Linked DNA regions of Mus musculus: regions 2 and 3 are each linked to region 1. The links are chromatin contacts, called in public Hi-C and HiChIP or PLAC-seq maps. All regions are on one chromosome and are shown on one strand. The core of a region is the stretch at or near the end of the contact, and the rest is flanking DNA. Distances in the headings are between cores, read along the strand shown.

The links. A called contact is a pair of places that touch in the nucleus more often than the background predicts. HiChIP or PLAC-seq counts read pairs in DNA pulled down with a chosen protein or histone mark.
Region 2: a contact with region 1 is called in a Hi-C map of cortical neurons. The contact joins the promoter of Nktr here to the enhancer-like site in region 1. A contact is called at or near these places in 8 of 39 promoter capture datasets (the 3T3-L1 cell line, the HPC-7 cell line, cranial neural crest and 4 more), 1 of 15 datasets of contacts at CTCF or cohesin (large pre-B cells), 4 of 484 Hi-C or Micro-C datasets (the HPC-7 cell line, cortical neurons, large pre-B cells and 1 more), 13 of 115 datasets of contacts at active chromatin or transcription factors (bone marrow-derived macrophages, embryonic limb bud, embryonic stem cells and 6 more) and 3 of 9 other capture datasets (adipose tissue, embryonic stem cells and pancreatic islet).
Region 3: an H3K4me3 HiChIP or PLAC-seq map of bone marrow-derived macrophages shows a contact between it and region 1, with 2.1 times the contacts expected there. The contact joins the promoter of Ulk4 here to the enhancer-like site in region 1. A contact is called at or near these places in 1 of 39 promoter capture datasets (hippocampal neurons), 23 of 484 Hi-C or Micro-C datasets (B cells, the Ba/F3 cell line, the G1E-ER4 cell line and 12 more), 7 of 115 datasets of contacts at active chromatin or transcription factors (the 230-238 cell line, bone marrow-derived macrophages, embryonic stem cells and 1 more) and 3 of 9 other capture datasets (adipose tissue, embryonic stem cells and liver).

What each region holds. Positions count from the first base shown.
Region 1 is chr9:121,476,217-121,478,746 of GRCm38.p6, reverse strand. No RefSeq gene overlaps it. Among named protein-coding and RNA genes, the nearest start is that of Gm38661, 14 kb to the left of the region's middle. Within about 2 kb of position 1,261, at least 24 of the 459 cell types and tissues checked have an H3K27ac peak or open chromatin away from gene starts, as enhancers often do. A contact at or near this core is called in bone marrow-derived macrophages, cortical neurons, neural progenitor cells and 1 more, where this site is marked.
Region 2 is chr9:121,717,909-121,720,438 of GRCm38.p6, reverse strand. It overlaps Nktr (natural killer tumor recognition sequence), which reads right to left and starts at 1,258. Exons shown (of 17, transcript NM_010918.2): 1 at 1,144-1,258; 2 at 894-980. The coding sequence starts at 951.
Region 3 is chr9:121,275,908-121,278,437 of GRCm38.p6, reverse strand. Ulk4 (unc-51-like kinase 4) reads left to right here and starts at 1,266. Exons shown (of 37, transcript NM_177589.3): 1 at 1,266-1,378. It overlaps Gm34655 (a long non-coding RNA gene), which reads right to left and starts at 691. Exons shown (of 2, transcript XR_003948091.1): 1 at 472-691.

The DNA.
Region 1 (2,530 bases), core at 12-2,511:
ATCAAGGCACAGTGGTTGAAATAAGGTGGGTCCCAAGAGAGGGGGGAGGAGGAGACCCTCAGAATTTATGCAGAAATGGGTCAGAATCTTGAAGGAGAACCTGCTTCCTTCATGAAAAACAAAACCAAAAAAAATCAAAGACAGCTGACAGCAAGCTTGTGAGTCTGTGAGTCTGGACACAGGAAGCAGGGAGCTCTCCTGTGCAGTGTCTCTGTTTTCGCTGTAAGAGAGGGCAAAGGTGTTTGTTAGCAGAGTAAGGTGAACATAGAACACAGAAACAGGAAGGCCTGTTGTAGTGTCTAGAGAGCCAGCAAGCCTGGCATGAGTTGTCCGTAAAACCATCCGGCCTTAATGAAGCCTAGCTGAGGTAGATAAGGCAGACCAGCACCTGCACTCCTGGCTTATCCTCTCCACTCTTAATCATTTCAGGACCCCTGCTTAGGGAACGCTGCTGCCCACAGTGAGTTGGATCATGCTATATTGACTACCTTAATTAAGATACACATGCACTCACACTCATGAACACACACACACACACACACACACACACACACACACACACACGCACATGCACACTCCCAAAGGCCAACCCAAATGTAGACAATCCCTTAATGAGACTCTCTTCCCAGGTGATTCTAAGTTGTGTCAAGTTGACAATTAATAAAGCTGACATTAGATGGGCCTATGTCCAAGCCCATCTGAAGGAACATCTTAATAACACATAACATTTTCATAATTATCCCTAAGATGCTTTCTGGATGGTCAAGGTGTGGTATCGAGTGTGTGTGTGTGTGTGTGTGTGTGTGTGTGTGTGTGTGTGTGTGTGTGTATGTGTGTGTGAAGTGTTTCCTCTCCCATTGGATGCTGAGTTTTGCTATTCTTCATTGCTGTGCCTCTCTAGCCCCATGACTTCCTGATGCCCCAAGCACAGGGACTCAGTTCCCTGCATTCATGACCACGTCTGCTGCCCCCTCACAACCTCCACTCAAGCCTGTCTGGATCCTCAGAGCAGTCTGAGGCAGCCGCTAAGTGGGTGCATGGAGCTTCTAAGAGGGAGAGCCAATCCCCCGCTAGAGAGGCCCCTGAGAAGCCAGGCCTGCTCCCTGGGCGTTTTTCCCAACCTTAACCCCAAGCAAAGCCCCGTTGCAAGTGATGGCCCGAGTGGGGTTAAGAGTGAGACAGAAACCAGCACTCAACTGCTTTTCAGGGGCGAGCAAAAGTCCCATCTGGCGATCGCTTATCCAGGGCCCAGTGCCAACAGGCCTTCTTTTATCTCTGAGCGCCCTCTACTGGCCGTGAAAACAAACTCCTCTTGGGCTATGATCGAACCAGGAGCTCACGCATCATTTTCTTCTTCAACCCCCTTTATACGCTTCGGGGAATTCATATTGATGCCTCCCTCTGTCTGCCTTCTCCAAGATGGTATCAAGCTCTGAATGCAGTACTGCTAGACCTGAAGGGGAGGCTTCTGCTATTCTCTTTGGTCCCATCCACAAGGCTCCTGGATTCACCTCCCTTCCTGCTCCCGGACTGTGCGTGGTAGTGAGTCCTCACATCTACGTACGGCTGGACACCTTTCTGCTGAGACCCATCTGCTGCCATTTCTCCTTCCCCATTGCTCAAGGGAATCGTAACCCTGTGGTGGAAGTGAGCCTTAGGGTGGGGCTGTGTAACGCCTTCCTTCCTAGCCCCTGTAAAACTGGATCCTCTGTCCTTGGCTCCTAAGACTCATTCCAGGCTTTTCCCATAACCTGGAATTCAGACCACTAGAAAAGGGGAATCAAATGCATAATGAATATTGCGAACCTCCAACCCCTCCCTTTCCTTGTCTGCTGCAAGAACTTCCAACCACTCAGTTCTTGACATAGTAATTGACTAGTGAACCTAGGAGCCGGTAGGGTGAAGATTACACCGGACTGGGAGAGAAATGAAAAGAAAGAAAGAAAGAGAGAGAGAGAGAGAGAGAGAGAAAGAGAGAGAGAGAGAGAGAGAGAGAGAGAGAGAGAGAGAGAGAGAGAGAGAAAGCAAGTAAGCAATGGTCCAGCAAGCTTCCTCTCCAGGTCTGGTTTCACATCAAACTGTGTACTTAGCCTTTTCTTCCCTCATAGTTCAAAGCCAAGAACTTGACATCTTTGTTTCCTGATTCTCCTACTGGCCTTTTTAGGGACTCTTGTCCTTGGGTTGGACAACCTGAGCTGGGCGTGAGGCGTGAATTTGGGAGGGTGGGGAGAGGGAAGTGGATATGGGAGGAGTTATGAAGTTGCCAGTGAATAGGATTAAGATACATTGTATGACATTCTCAAAGAATTGAGAAAATAATGTTTTTAAGATAAGACGCGGGGTCCTAACTCAGAGGGTCCCTTGTAGCATCCACAAGCCACATCGACTTAGCATAAACAGTTTCTTTCCCTGCAAGTTGTAGCTTAGCAGAGAACTTCCTGTTCCGCAACCTTGGGATGCTGAGGGTGAACCCCTCTTGCATCAGTATGTGAAGGAAGAGAGGAACCCAGGGTGACACCAGGGCCTGCCA
Region 2 (2,530 bases), core at 9-2,508, 240 kb before region 1:
GTTCAGAACCGTCACCGTCTTCCTTTTATCCTAGAGCCTGAGTTTTCCTTATTCTGTTCCCTCTACTCCAGCCAGACCGGGACCTTCGCTTTCCCTCAAGAAACACAAGCGCTGTCTCAGAACCCAAGCTAACCGTTGGCTGCCACTACCAAGCACAGTTCTCAAAGGCGTCCCTCCACAGGTTCGGCTTCGCACCTACTCAAATGTCATCTTCTCAAGATGGCCTTTCTCGCTCACCGCCTGACTAAAACAGCACTACTGGAGGGAATGCGGTTTTTACCCCTTCACTTCCTGCCTCTTTCCCCCAGGACGTCAACATAAAAGAAGCAGCAGCCCTGCTTTAGTCACTGCTGCCCTTCCAGAGCCCAGGACAAGCAGCTCTCCTGCGAGTCCACTGCGACCTAAGACGTGGCGCACACCACACACCTCCAGTTAAGATCCCTGTCGGTTGAGAACCGCGCATCCGTACACATGTTCCTGCTCGATACACACGCGACCTTTACATGTGTGCGCACCGATGTGTGCAGCAGCCACCTCTCTGCACACAGAGACGTCGACGCCTCGGGATTAATGAATGGCTGCACACTGGACTTCCAAAAAAAAAAAAAAAAAAACCAAACATCGCGGCCGCAGCCTAGGAGCAATCCCGGGGCTACAGAACCCGCACAAGCCCTTCAGTCTCTCCTCTCCAGCCACGTCTCCCGGAGCCAGTACATTCTCGGGAAGGCTCCCGAGGGACAGCGGAGGGCAGCTGGCCGGCTCGTGACCGCGGCGGCTCCGCAGCTCTGGCCGGCCGAGCCCGCCCCGCCCCGCCCCCGCCCGGCTCCGGCTCCGGCTCCGCCGCGTCCACTTCCACCCCGACCCGGGCCCACAGAGGGGCCCGCCCCGCTCACCCGGTTCCCGGTTGATCTCGATGTCGAAGTGACACTGCGGCCGGTCCTGGGCGCCCATCGCGAGCGCAGCAGCGGGACGGCGGCGAGCTGCGGACAGGGAGGAGGGCGCTGAGGGCAGGCGGGCGGCCGGGCGGGGCGGGGCCCGGCCCGCCTGACAGGGACGCGGCCGACGAGAGGCCGCCCCACCCTGCCCACCCGCCCGCCCGCCCACCCCAGCCGCGGCTACCCGCGCTCCCGTCGAGCTTCTCACCTGGCCGCACAGCTCCGGAGAACGCCCTGCCGGCGCCGCCGGAGCCTAACGTCACCAACGGAACGCCACCTCTTCCCCGTGAGGGCCAGCCGGCGAGCGCCACGCCAGAGCTCGCGAGGCCGGACGCAAGCGTCGCGAGAGTTCGTCTCGCCGCCGAGCGGGGTGTGGGGTCGGAGTAGGCGGTCCGCGCCAGGGCTCTCGTGCCCCGCCCCTCAGGATCCCCTGTCCAATCCCGAGTGCGCAGACGTGTGCGAGCTGTCAACCACGGCTCACTCATGCAGCACCGCGAGATTTCTGATTGCGTGGCCAGTGGATGAACGCAGGGTGAATCCCAGGCTTCCGGCCGACGTGGCGGGTGACCTGTTCTCTCTCGTGGTTGATGCGGTCACGCTGTTTGTCTCGCGTTAAAAGAATCGAGGACCAGATGGAGCCAGATGTGCCTCCCTTGCCCGCCAGGGTGAGACGAGGCTGGCCGCCGGCTCGAGGCCAGCCTGGGTCACTTGAGGCTTTCTCAGAAATACAACGAAAGGAAACAAAAATCAAGGCAACAACAAAACCCCGAAGCAAAACACAAACCGTAGCGTTTACACCTGCGCACCAGCGCTTGGTGGGTAAAGGCAGGAGATTCAGAAGTTCAAGGTCAGCCTGAGATACCTGAGACCTGTGAAGAAACCAAACCAGTTGACAGGAGCGATGGTCTAGCAGTTAAGATGGTCTAGAGGCCGCTTTTGCATTGGACCTGGTTCAAAGCCCAGCTCAATAACCGCATGGTGGCTTACAACCATCTCGTTTCAGGGTTTCCATCGCGCTCCCCTGACCTCCGTGGACACCAAGCATGCACATGGTGCCCAGACATACATGCAGGCAAAACAGAAAGTAAAACCTTACAAAAGGAAAGTCTGTGAGCAATAATACACAGCCTTTAATCCCAGCGGCTCGAGAGGCAGAGGTAGGTGGCTCTCAGTCTGAGGTCAGTCAGTTCTACATATTGTCTTCCTGGCCAGTCAGGGCTAGGTAGATCCTGTCTCAAAACAAAAGGTACACAATAAGAATGTGCTGTTGGGGCTGGCGAGATGGCTCAGTGGTTAAGAGCGCCGACTGCTCTTCTGAAGGTCCCGAGTTCAAATCCCAGCAACCACATGGTGGCTCACAACCATCCATAATGAAATCTGATGCCCTCTTCTGGAGTGTCTGAAGACAGCTACAGTGTACTTACATATAATAAATAAATCTTTTTTAAAAAATGTGCTGTTGTAGAAAATTTTAATCACAATCAGTGTTGAGGTTGGGTCTGTTACATAAAGCAAAATTCCATATCCAAAAACCTAAACCTACGAGTGACTTACCGTCTTTCCAAGCTTTTGTACCTTGTTCCTTAATTTAAAAC
Region 3 (2,530 bases), core at 17-2,516, 200 kb after region 1:
TGGAATTATACCTTGGTTTATCCTTAGAAACTTGGGGTCCGCCGGGCAGTGGTGGCGCACGCCTTTAATCCCAGCACTTGGGAGGCAGAGGCAGGCGGATTTCTGAGTTCGAGGCCAGGCTGGTCTACAAAGTGAGTTCCAGGACAGCCATGGCTACACAGAGAAACGCTGTCTCGAAAAAACAAAACAAAACAAGAAACGTAGGGTCCTATCTCCCCACCGCCACACCCCACCTAGAAAAGGAACTTTAGCCCCATCTCTAGCCCGATTCTGGTCAACTGAGTTGGGCTTTCTTCCTTCCATAGATACTGTCAGCCTGCTCTCACATCAGAATGGAAGTTGGAGGACTCCAGTTGGAGGCCAACCTGGGCTACAGCGTGAAACCCTGTTTAAGAAGGAAACACAGCAAAACAGCTAAAGCTGTGACGCTCTGGGACCAGGCAGACGTGAAAGACTTTAAGTCCCACCCACCAAGATGTGCGGCGCAGGCAGCTTGAAGGCTGGGACCACGCGATTATGCTGCCTTCCCGGTGGGATCTGATCACCACTGCACGCTCTGACTAGAGAGGCCGATCCGTCCTAACCTCGGTCCGCTGAGCCTGCAGTGACCAACGGGCTCCAGACCGAGAAGTTTCCTGAGGAGGCTCAGAGGCATCGGCGCGCAGATGGGGAGGGGACTGGCTCTAGCCACGCCAATCTCCGGCCACTTCCGGTCCATGCCTCCTAATCTCAGCCAATCAGCGCCCTGCATCGCCGGCGTCCTATTGCTGTCATGGAGACGAGGGGGCGTGTAAACGCCAAGCAGGGCCTGCAGTGGGGCTGTGTGAGTCTCGCCATCTCTCCCACCTCTTTCTAGAAAGGATGCACTGGCTTTAGAGTGCCCAAGGCCACTTAGGTGTACTCAAAGATTCTCATTTCCGGCCCCAGCCCACAGCGCCGGAAGCGCTCAACCAGGCAGCATCCGGGTCTTTTCCGGCCGTCCTTGTGTTGCCATGGAGATGGGATGGCGGCTTTCAAATACCGAGGGATGCTCGCCGGGCAAACCTGAGAACTGCCCACGATTCCGGTCTCTTTCCAGTTTCCAGTGTCCCCTTAGGCCAGCGAGATCATGTTCGAAGTGGCGTGGGGTCCTTAGTGTCGCTGGATGGGCGCGCAAACTCGCTCACTTCCGGGTTCTTCTGGGTAGCGATCAGCCAATCAAAGTCCCGCTCTTTTTCCCCCCCGCGTCTCGCAGGTTGTCATGGTGACGCAGAGGGCTCACCCACGCGTCCAGGGGAGTTGGCCAGGTCTTCGGGTGCCTCGGTTTCCTCTGTCCAAGCTGTGGCCTCGCCGTGGCAAGGCAGAGCGCGTGCAACTCGGGTCCCCCACCATCGTGCAGGTGGGTGGGCAGCTGCGGCTCCATTCCTGGTTACATCTCTGACCCGCTTCATCCTCCTCAGAGGCGCGACCACTTCCCCCAGGACAGCAACTTATCTAAAGTCTTATTTAAAAAAAAAAAAAAAAAAGTTTATTTACGTGCGTGTGCACATGTTGAGTGTTTGCGGAAGCCAGAAGATGGTGTTGGATTTCCTCGAGCTGGAGTTACAGGTAGTTGTGAGCCACCCGGAGTGGGTGCTGGGAACAGAACTCAGATCCTCTGCAAGAGCAGTATGTATTCTTAATGGCTGAGCCATCTCTCTGTCCACTGATAGTTTTGACAAGGTTTCTTGCACATGTGAGAGAGTGTGCGCGCATGCATGTGAGTGTACTGGTGGATGCTCCTGTGTGTGCAGGCAGAGAAGGGTGTTGAGTGTCTTCCTCTGGCCTGTCTGCCTTTTGCCTAGAGACAAGGTCTTTTTCCCCTGCCCGAGGCTGGTTGTTGAGACTAGACTAGCCTGCCAGTGAGCTCCTGGGGTTCTCCCGTGTAGGCCCTTCAAAGCTGGGATTACTGGGTTTCTATGTGTGTGTTGAGTATTTGAACTCAAGTCCTCAGGCTTGCAGAGTAAACACTTAACCAGGTGAACCGTCTTCTCAGCCCCATGTTCTTTTGTAACAATGACATCTTAAGCTATCATACAGTTTCAGGGCTTCACTACGACATTTTCCTATATGTCTGTCTTTGTGTTTTCCTTATGTCTGCCCCTCACTATCTTCCTCTGCTCTTCTTACCCCCTCCTGCTTGTCCTCTTTCTCATCCTCTCATAGTTGTCTTGTGGCTTCACAGGACCTACTTTTATGTCTTGATTTTGCATGAGAGGAAACATGGTGTTGTGTCGTTACTGCCTCCCGTGACCCTTTGTTCCTGCCTCTCCTCCCTTTAGGCTCATTTTTCTTCCCTGTAGTCCTCTGTTTACTCCCGTTCCTCATATATGATATATGTTTAAATCTAGGTTATATACTATTTTGTATATTCCCACTCAATTTTGCCAGAGAGAGATAATGTAGTGTTTGTCTGCCTGGCTCTGGCTTACCTCATAGCATCACCGCAATGACTTTGACTCAATTCATCTTCCTGAAAATGATGTAATTCCACTCTTCCTGACAGCTGAGT